2 separate regions of the Sus scrofa genome follow, and region 1 is linked to region 2. The links are chromatin contacts, called in public HiChIP or PLAC-seq maps. All regions are on one chromosome and are shown on one strand. Each heading gives the region's core, a stretch centred on a gene start, on an enhancer-like site or on the middle of the called end of the contact. The rest is flanking DNA. Distances are from core to core; before and after follow the strand shown. Region 1 overlaps PEX11G (peroxisomal membrane protein 11C). Region 2 overlaps EVI5L (EVI5-like protein).

What was found. HiChIP or PLAC-seq counts read pairs in DNA pulled down with a chosen protein or histone mark.
Region 1: an H3K27ac HiChIP or PLAC-seq map of alveolar macrophages shows a contact between it and region 2. The contact joins two enhancer-like sites. A contact is called at or near these places in 1 of 47 Hi-C or Micro-C datasets (embryonic fibroblasts) and 1 of 2 datasets of contacts at active chromatin or transcription factors (alveolar macrophages).

What each region holds. Positions count from the first base shown.
Region 1 is chr2:71,643,766-71,648,622 of Sscrofa11.1, reverse strand. PEX11G (peroxisomal membrane protein 11C) reads right to left here. Exons shown (of 5, transcript XM_021083936.1): 3 at 3,752-3,930; 4 at 266-328. Among named protein-coding and RNA genes, the nearest start is that of PEX11G, 6.9 kb to the right of the region's middle. Within about 2 kb of position 2,547, at least 3 of the 83 cell types and tissues checked have an H3K27ac peak or open chromatin away from gene starts, as enhancers often do. A contact at or near this core is called in alveolar macrophages, where this site is marked.
Region 2 is chr2:71,340,781-71,345,611 of Sscrofa11.1, reverse strand. EVI5L (EVI5-like protein) reads left to right here. Exons shown (of 19, transcript XM_013994706.2): 11 at 2,518-2,571. Among named protein-coding and RNA genes, the nearest start is that of PRR36, 19 kb to the right of the region's middle. Within about 2 kb of position 1,456, at least 2 of the 83 cell types and tissues checked have an H3K27ac peak or open chromatin away from gene starts, as enhancers often do. A contact at or near this core is called in alveolar macrophages, where this site is marked.

The DNA of each region.
Region 1 (4,857 bases), core at 1,298-3,797, 300 kb before region 2:
AACCCTCGAGTCGTGGCTCTGCATTTCCTGTCTGTGAGGCCTCCAGCTGGCCTTGGGTGCCCCATCTGTAAAGGTGCTATCATCCACCCAAGGTTGCCCTGAGGCCCCTCAATCTTGCCCACATCACACCCCAGCACAGGGCCTGCACAGGGCAGGGTTGACCACTGGTGACTCTGGACACTCCCTGGCTGGAAAACCCACGGGGGACCCCAGCCTGCAGGAAGTCGGCCTTTCTAAAACTGGGGCAAAACCCTGGACATCATACCTTAGGGAGGCTACCTGGGGGCTCCTCAGCCTCCGTCTCAGCTTCAGGACCATCCACAGGGACCTGCAACACCGCAGAGGATGGGGTGGGAAGAGCAGGCTGGGGGCTCAAGCCCAGGGGGGCTCCCCGCCTGCCACTGGGCCTCAGGTTCCCTATAAACTTTGCTGAACAGGTGGTTCCAACCATCCCGCACCCTCCTGGAGCCCCGGGCTGCTGGGGACTTGTTCTGAATGCAGACCTCTCCTCCCCCATCTGCCCAGGTATATCCAGTGCTTCCAGCCAGCCAGGCTCCAGCCCAGCCTCTGCAAACCACTGGCCCAGAACCACAGCTCAAAGAAATACTGGGCCACATGCAGTGTTTATGGCCCATCCCACAGGCCACTCCTCTACAGATAAGGACACTGAGGCAGGCCCCCACCTGGACTGGCCTGAGAAAGCTGCTTCCCCTCCCACACGTGCACCCCTGACACTGGCTGAACCTGTCTAAGGTGAGGCTAAATGACCTTCTCTGTGTGAGAGCTGGTGACTGCAGCCTGAGGTGGTGGCCACCAGACGGGCATACCCTAGTGTTCCCTGGGGTTTCTGGGGGGCCCGCATGGTGTCTGTCCACCCCGGCTGCTGTGCCTGGCCCTTGCGCCCTGCAGCCTGGGTGTGCTGGCCTGGGTCAGACTTCCTGACTGGGGTCCACCTCCCTGGCCACTGTGTGCCCCCCCACTGGGTGACATGTCCCCTGAGGGTATATAGGACAGTGGATCTGTATCAGAACCACCTGGGGACTCGGGCAAAATGATGATTCCCGGGATTCCCTGGACCCAAAGAATCAGAACCGCTGAGTGCCGGGCACCTATATTTCAAAGGCCTCCCAGGTGACTCTCTGGCACCCTGGGGTCTTAGGGATACCTGGTCATGACGAGCACACACCAAATGCTCCCCGACCCCCACGCCCCTGCTCATGCCAAATACTGAGAAAGGCTGTCTTTTCTAGATGCTCGAAAAATAAATGGAATAATAGGTAGGACATATTCATCCTAAAAATACGCTTTTGAAGGTGGTGAAAATACTCTGTGTGATGCCGCAGTGGTGAATCATGTCATCATTCATTTGTCCAAATTCATAAAACATGCAACACAAAGAGTGAACCCTAAGGTTAACTATGGACTTGGGGTGATAATAGTGTCAGTGTCAGTTCATTGACTGGCCTGTAACAAATTGATCTGGTGCCACGTTGACGGTGGGGGAAGCTGTGCGTGTACAGGCGATATGTGGACACCCGCTTTACTTCCGGCTCAATTTTGCTGTGAATCTAAAACTGCTCTAAAAAAATAAAGTCTCTATCAAAAAAATTTAACAGAGGCAGTTCCCCAGTGGCTCAGTGGGTTAAGGATTCAGTGTTGTCACTACCGTGGCTCAGGGTACTGCTCTGGCGCAGGTTTGATGTCTAGCCCCAGAACTCCTGCATGCCGCGGGCACAGCCAAAAATAATTAATTAATTAATGGAACCAAGAATGCCCCTGAAGCAGGAACAGGAAGTCACAAGGCACCCTAAGGAGAGGCCATGAGCTGTGGCCCCCAGGAGGTCTGGCCTCAGCGCATCCAGCCCCGGCTCTGGACCTCACAGAGAAGGACGATGCCAAGAGCCACAGGCCTCACTCCACAGACAGGCATGGAGAGGGGAGCTCACAACAGGCAGGAGCCACGTCTGTGAAACAGGAGAGCAGAAACAAGAAATGTGTCGGCGGAGCATCAAAAATCAAAGGCTGGGAAGAATCACCAGAGTATAAAGAGTGGGGGTCTCTGGGTGGGACTGCGGGCAATCAGAATCTTCCACCCTGGGGTTTGGTCATTTTCCAGGCCATCTCCGATAAACAAATAATTGGGGGCATGGGGGAGACAAGGGCTACTGGAGGTCAGTGTATGCCAAGGGACAAGTGACAGCAGACAGGAGCGCTGCCCCGCCACACCCGGAGGTCAGGGGTGGCCTCACCTCCCTTCGAGGAGCTGAGAGACCTTTGCTGCCATGAAACACGGGCACTGGAGGGGCCCTGCTTTGCCCTTGCTTTCTGGGACAGGAGACTCTGAACTCAGCAAGTTTGCAGAGGAGAAAATGGGAGGAAACCATTATTTTTTTAAATTCTAGAAACCTTACAGTTTTTGGAAGCCGGGGCCAGTCTGGAGACTCCTGGCTGTTTTATCCGAGGATGTTTGCTGATGACAGTGCAAGCAGAACTTAGGGACTGGGGTAAAGGCAGCCACACCAGCTACTTCCGTTCAGGCTCCAGAGTTATTTCCTGGGTTTGACCGGCACAATCATGGCCCCACAAAGATGTCCACTTTTTTTTTTTTTTTTTTTTTTAGGGTCATACCCTCAGCATAAGGAAGTTCCCGGGGTAGGGGCTGAATCAGAGCTGCAGCTGCCAGCCTACACTACAGGCACAGCAATACCAGATCAGAGCCGAGTTTGCGACCTACACCACAGCTCACAGCAATGCCTGATCCTTAACCCACTGACAGGGCCAGTCATTGAACCCAAGTCCTCATGGATACTAGTCAGGTTCATTAACCACTGAGCCATAGCAGGAACTTTTTTTTTTTTTTTTTAATGTCCACATCCTATCTCCACGATTATGATGTGAATTCCCTTACATGGCAAAAAAAAAAAAAAAAAAAAAAAAAAAAAAAAGACTTTCCAAATTGTTAAGGTCTGGAGATGGGAGGTTATCTGGGTGGGCTCAGTGTCATCACAAGGACCCTCATAAGAAGGAGGCAGGAGGAGTTCCCGTCGTGGCGCAGTGGTTAACGAATCCGACTAGGAACCATGAGGTTTCGGGTTCGGTCCCTGCCCTTGCTCAGTGGGTTAACGATCCGGCTTTGCCGTGAGCTGTGGTGTAGGTCGCAGACGCGGCTCGGATCCCGCGTTGCTGTGGCTCTGGCGTAGGCTAGTGGCTACAGCTCCGATTCGACCCCTAGCCTGGGAACCTCCATATGCCGCAGGAGTGGCCCAAAGAAATAGCAAAAAGACAAAAAAAAAAAAAAAAAAAAAGAAGGAGGCAGGAGGCTCAGAGTCAGAGAAGGAGATGTGACAGCAGAAGCAGAGGCTGGAGTGAGGTGCTTCAGAGATAAGGGGAGGGGACCAGGCAGCAAGGAAGGCAGGCAGTCCCTAGAAGCTGAAAAAGCCCGGTGCTTCTCTCTGGAGCCTCTAGAAGGAACACAAGCCCTGCCCACACCTTGATTTTAGCCTAGTGAGACCCATTTTGGTCTTCCAACCTCCAGAACTGTTAAGATGATCAAATGTGTGTTGCTTAAAGCCACTAAGTCCGTGGAAATGTTTCAACAGCAATAGGGGAACAAATACAATGGGATGGTGACAGGAATTGGAAAAAGCAGAAGAGACAAAGACACATGTGCCTCCAGCATGTCTGACAGCCCTGGGGGATCTCGGGGGTTCCCTTCCAGGCTCCTGGAGGGCTGGGCGGCGACACTGCTTACCTAGCAATCCCTAGGAGCAGGGAGAGGCCCCAGAAGGTTGTGCTCAGTGTCCACCACCGGGCAGAGTCCACGTGGAGGATTTTGGCATCAGCAGCCCAAGCAACGTGCTCACAGGGGTAGTAGAGCTGGTCGGCCAGGTTGCCCAGAACAGACACACAGCGGACAAAGACGTCCTCCTCCTGCGGGGCCAGGAGAGAGGCGGGAGGGCCTGGGGTTGGACCTACCCACCGCCCATTTGGAGGGGCAGTCAGGCCATGCCAGGAGGCAGTCCCAAGGCAATGCCTAGGCCTGGCAGGCTGGCCCAGGGCTGACACCACAAGAGAAGAGAGGCCTGACTTCTCAGCAGTTGGGGCGACATTGCCCACTGGAGCAGTGGGTCTCAATTCAGCCACACAGTGGAGCCGCCGGGGAGTTCGAAAAACCCCACACCCAGCCCCCAGCCCCAGATTCCTCAACAGAGCTGGGGTACACCCTGGCATTGGGAAGTCTCTTTTTTTTTTTTCACTTTTTAGGACCATCGCCGCAGCATACAGAGGTGCCCAGGCTAGGAATGGAATCAGAGCTACAGCTGCCGGCCTATACCACAGCCACAGCAAAGCAGGACAAAAGCTGCATCTGCAACCTACACCACAGCTCACAGCAACGCTGGATCTTTAACCCCTTGAGCAAGGCCAGGGATCAAACCCACAACTTCATGATTCCTAGTTGGATTCATTTCCTCTGCATCAAGATGGGAACTCCAGGAAGTCTTTTTTTTTTTTAATTTTCCTTCTTCAGCCATTGCCATGGCATATGGAAGTTCCCAGGCCAAGGGTGGAATCCGAGCCTCCACAGAGACAAGCCAGATCATTAACCCACTGGGCCACAGCAGGAACTCCAGGAATTATTTTTTAAGTTCCCAGATGACTCTCGCATAGGACAGCGTGGGACGTCCTCCATCAGAGCCTTCCTAGTTCCTGTGCAGGGTCTCCAGGCAAAGCTCTCTGGTACAGGACCCTGAGTGGGGAGCAGGGGACCCAGCCCTGCAGCAAAGCTTGACCAGGCAGACTGGGGTACCAACTCCAAGCAGCTACTATGCTGCAAGGCTTAGGTCACCTCCCCCAAAT
Region 2 (4,831 bases), core at 207-2,706:
ACAACCTACATTTGAATCCAGGTCACCTGCTGCCCATACCTGAGTGGGAAGAGAGGGTATCTGTGACCTGGCCCTGTTTGCAGGTTTTTGAGAAATAGTTTTTGTGTCCTGAATGTTTAAACATCTCCCTTTCTCAGGAATGACAGCTTTACTGATGCACCAGTCTAAACACATATGTGTGTCTTGCTCATGCACAGTCAAGGGCCTGCTGTCACATGGTGACCATGAGGGCTCAGCAGTGGGCAGGGACGCAGCAGACCTTAGAGCACATGCCTAGCCTGGAAATTTCTCACCAGAGGCACCTGAGGGCTCCAAGGGCAAGGCAGCTGCCTTTGCCCTTGACCCTGCCCCTTTCCCTTTCACCTGCTTTAAAATGTACCCAGGATTTGTTTTAGTCAGGTATGATAAGGTGAGGGACACAGAGACAACTGCCTCTAAAATAAGAGTTTATTACTCACACTTCCCAAGAGGAGGGCTCAGGGCCACACGGAGAAGCACCAGGGGGGTGTCAGGGGGCAGAAAGAGCAAAGAGAGAGCATGGGCCAGAGCCCTTGTGGTTTCCACAGGAAGAGGTGGATGAGGCAGGGTAGACAAGTTTGAGCAAATTGAGGATTGGCTAATTTGAATAATTTCAGGGGCTCTGGGCTATAGGAATGTTCCGTAGTTGTCCTGGGACAATTGAGGTGGGGGTGGAAATATTGGCTTGGTGTGTAAGAGCTGGATAAGGGAGGTAGATGGGGGTGTGGGTTCTGGATTGGCAGGTTTGCACGTGGAAGGCAAGCTCGCAAGCAGTTGCTTACTATCCCTAGGAATTAGCTAGTCCTCGGAGGGGCAGTCTCTCTAGGATTAGCAAGCCCACGGGATGTCAATGCATCAAGAATAAAGAAAAGAGGAGTTCCTATTGTGGCTCAGTTAAGAACTCAACTGAGATCCATGAGGATGTGGGTTTGATCCTTGGCCTCACTTAGTGAGTTAAGGACCCATGGTTGCTGTAAGCTGGGACGTAGGTCAGAGATGAGGCTCAGATCCTTCATTGCTGTGGCTGTGGCGTAGGCTGGCAGCTGCTGCTCCGATTTGACCCCTAGCCCGGGAACTTCCACATGCCATGGGTGTGGCCCTAAAAAGACAAAAAAAAACCATGTTTTTAAATAGTGCAATTAGTATATAGCCCCACCCCCCACCCCCACCCTCGTAGTCCTTGTTCATTCTCTGGTTTGGAGGAAGAGGAGAGAGGCCAGTTGTTGGTCAGCACATCCATCTCCTCCAAGGATGGCTGAGCTCATGTGTCAATGCATTGAGGCCAGAAAAGGGGCAGGGCAAGCCAGGAGTCAGGGGTCAGGACTCCAGTTCTGGATCCCTAAGAGGGACAGAGACCCATGCCTGAAACAGCTCTGACCCTGGTGAGCTGGGAGGCTCAGGCAAGATACTGCCTGCCTCCCACTGTTTCCCCTCCCGTGACATGAGTCAGTGACCATCAATCAAGTCTCTGATTCTCTGACCACTGTACTTCCTGGGAGTGTCCTGGGTGTTTCTAGCACCTTCTTCTCCCTGGAAGAAACCAGGCAGTGTTCTGTGTGATCCTCAGGGAAGCAGAACCCTCACCAATCTGCTGATCGAAACTATTTCTGCACCTATTGTTTACGGGGTCCATATGTAGAAACTACATGCAAGGCATGTGTAAACCCCTGCTTCCCAAAAGGCTGTGGGGGAACCTAAAACCACAAATATCCAACCCAAAACACCCAGGGCAGGATGGAAGATGGAAGCAAGGGAGCCCATCTCCAGAACTCCAGCATGGCTGGTGGGGGGGGGGAAACGACAACTGCTGGGGACAACCTGGCTCTCAGTGGGTTGTGGAAATGTAGTCGTGGAGCTGAGGGAAGCAAGTGTGTTCAGCACAACCCCTTCCCCGGACCCAAACTCTGAGAGGAGTTTATCCTCTGAGAATGTGACCCTGGGGCTCAAAGCCAAGCAGTGAAGGGCAGGGACCACCTTCTAGCAGCTGCCCCCCAAACACGGAGCCCTTTGCCCCATCCGAGGTATCATGTTGGTTCTTGACAGGCCCAAGCGTGGGATAGAAACGGGGTGGGGGGGTTGGGGGGCAGGCATGAGTGCTGACGGACCACCCCCTGTACACACGCAGTGTATATCCATGAAAATGATCATGTTATTTTTATTGAACCGAGGTCTGTTTTATATATATATATAAAACCTGTGTGTGTGTGTGTGTGTGTGTGTGTGTGTGTGTGTGTGAGTTTCCACTGTGGCACAGCAGGTTAAGGATCCGGTGTTGTCTTTGTGGCAGCACGGGTTTGATCCCCAGCCAGGCTCAGTGGGTTAAGGATCTATGGTGTGCCTGAACAGGAATTGGCCTGACCGTTTTCTGGAATCACTGACCCAGATGTTAGATTCTGGCGCTGTCTGGCCTGGAGGCTGCCTGGCCCTGAGGGGACAGATCCCCGTGTGCACAGGAGCCGGAAGCGGACTCTGATGTGCTCTCCCCTCTCCTCCCAATAGAGGCTTCGCACAGAGAACCGGCTCCTGAAGCAACGGATTGAGACCCTGGAGAAGGTGAGGGATGTGACCACCAGTCTGTGGCACTGAACCTTCCAAGCCCCAAGTGGGGACCCAGCAGCCAGAGGGCCAGCCAGCCTCCTGCCTCAGGAGCAGGCCCCATCCTGAACTGGTGGGCTCTGAGGAGCATAGAATAAATCCCCTGGGACCTCTCCACAGGCCCTGCTGAGAGCTGGGCTATAAATTGGGGGCCATGGGGAAACTTTGCTTGAGGAGGGGTTATAACCCCATTAACTGCAAACCTGAAATCCGTTTGTGTCCTGTGCCCTCCCAGGCTGCCTGGGTGTGGGCTGCTCTGACCAGGATACCCTGAAACTACCCCACTATATAATTCAGAAATCTCACTTTCAGAGTTCCCCTTGTGATGCAGTGGAAATGAATACGTACCCAGGAGGATGAGGGTTTGATCCCTGGCCTCACACATTGGGTCAGGCATCCGGCGTTGCTGCGAGCAAGTGGTGTAGGTCACAGATGTGGCTCGGATCCATTGTTGCTGTGGCTGTGGTGTAGGCTGGCAGTTACAGCTCTGATTTGATCCCTCGCCTGGAAACCTCCATATGCCACCAGTAAGGGCTTAAAAAGGAAAAGAAAAAAAAGGGGGAAGTCTCACTTTCTAAAGAAAGGAGACAGGTGGAGGAGGAGGGGGCGGCTTTGCACCATGGAGGGGGTGCCATAACATTGACCCTGCCCCTAACCTGTTTTTAAAGATGGGAGTAGAGGAGTTTCCATCATGGGACAGCGGAAATGAATCTGACTAGGAACCATGAGGTTGCGGGTTCAATCCCTGGCCTCGCTCAGTGGGTTAAGGATCCAGCGTTGCCATGACCTGTGGTGTAGGTCACAGACATGGCTCAGATCCCATATTGCTGTAGCTGTGGTGTAGACCAGCAGCTGTAGCTCTGATTTGACCCCTAGCCTGGGAACCTCCATATGCTGCAGGTGCAGCCCTAAAAAGACACACACACACACACACACACACACACACACACACAAAAGATGGGAGTAGAGCTGTGGGTCCTCTACTTTCAGCTCCCTTCCGTCTCCCTTGACCCTCCACTGACCACAGGGAATAGCTGGAATTTGTTGCCCTTGACCCAAAGCCTTGATTCTTGTTCTGCCCCCAAATTAAAACGAAGCCCATGGAGTTCCCGTTGTGGTGCAGTGGTTAACGAATCCGACTAGGAACCATGAGGTTGCGGGTTCGGTCCCTGCCCTTGCTCGGTGGGTTAAGATCTGGCGTTGCCGTGAACTGTGGTGTAGGTTGCAGACGCGGCTCGGATCCCACGTTGCTGTGGCTCTGGCGTAGGCCAGTGGCTACAGCTCCGATTCAACCCCTAGCCTGGGAACCTCCATATGCCGCGGGAGCGGCCCGAAGAAATAGCAAAAAAAAAAGACAAAAAAAAAATAAAACGAAATAATAAAATAAAAACGAAGCCCAGGCCCAGTGCTTCCCTCCCCCACCTCTCCCAGGTCGCACCTCCTCACACGCAGGGGGTCCCCGGCGGGTGGCCCTCCCCACTGGCACATGGACCCCTCTCCAGGACGGAGCTGGCTCTGGCTTTGGTCTTCCTCCAGGTCCTCTCCTGCTGGTTCTCTGGTTCTCCGGTCTCACTCCTCTCTCCCTGCTTCTAGAGATAGTCCACTGCGTTAGTGACAAGTGGTTCTTGTCTGTCTCTCCCCCTCTCCTGTCCCCGCGCCTTCTGCTCTGCCTCCTCCCCCTGTCGCTCGGAACCCCTCCACCGGGTAGGAGAGCGCTGCTCTGGCTGATAGGTTAATCCAGGTACTGTAGCTTTTCGTCTCCCTCTTCCACTTCCTCCCGGTCCCTGCACACGACTGACCTCCAGGCCGCCTCTTCCCTGGCCGCTGCCATCCCGGGGGTGAGGGAGGCCTGGCGCTGCGCATGGGGGCGGCTGGGGACCGCTTCTTGGGAGACAGAGGCATCCTTCTGTGGGAGGGGGCGTGCGTGTGGGAGCCTCTGTGAGAGTACGCACACGCACGTGCACAGGTTTCCTTCCTCCAGGGGAACACAGATGGGGACAAAAGTGGGGACCCAGGAGGGCTCAGGGAACCCTGAGGGTGCATCCGCAACAGGCCCTGGTGTGTGCATGGCTGAGCCTCTCCAACATACACACACACACACACACACACACACACACACACACACACACACACCCTCTGGCCCCTCCCGCTCTTCTCTGCTCCTACCTGCAAGGCCTGCCATCTTTTCTCACTCACCTGCTTCTGCTGCTGCCTCATC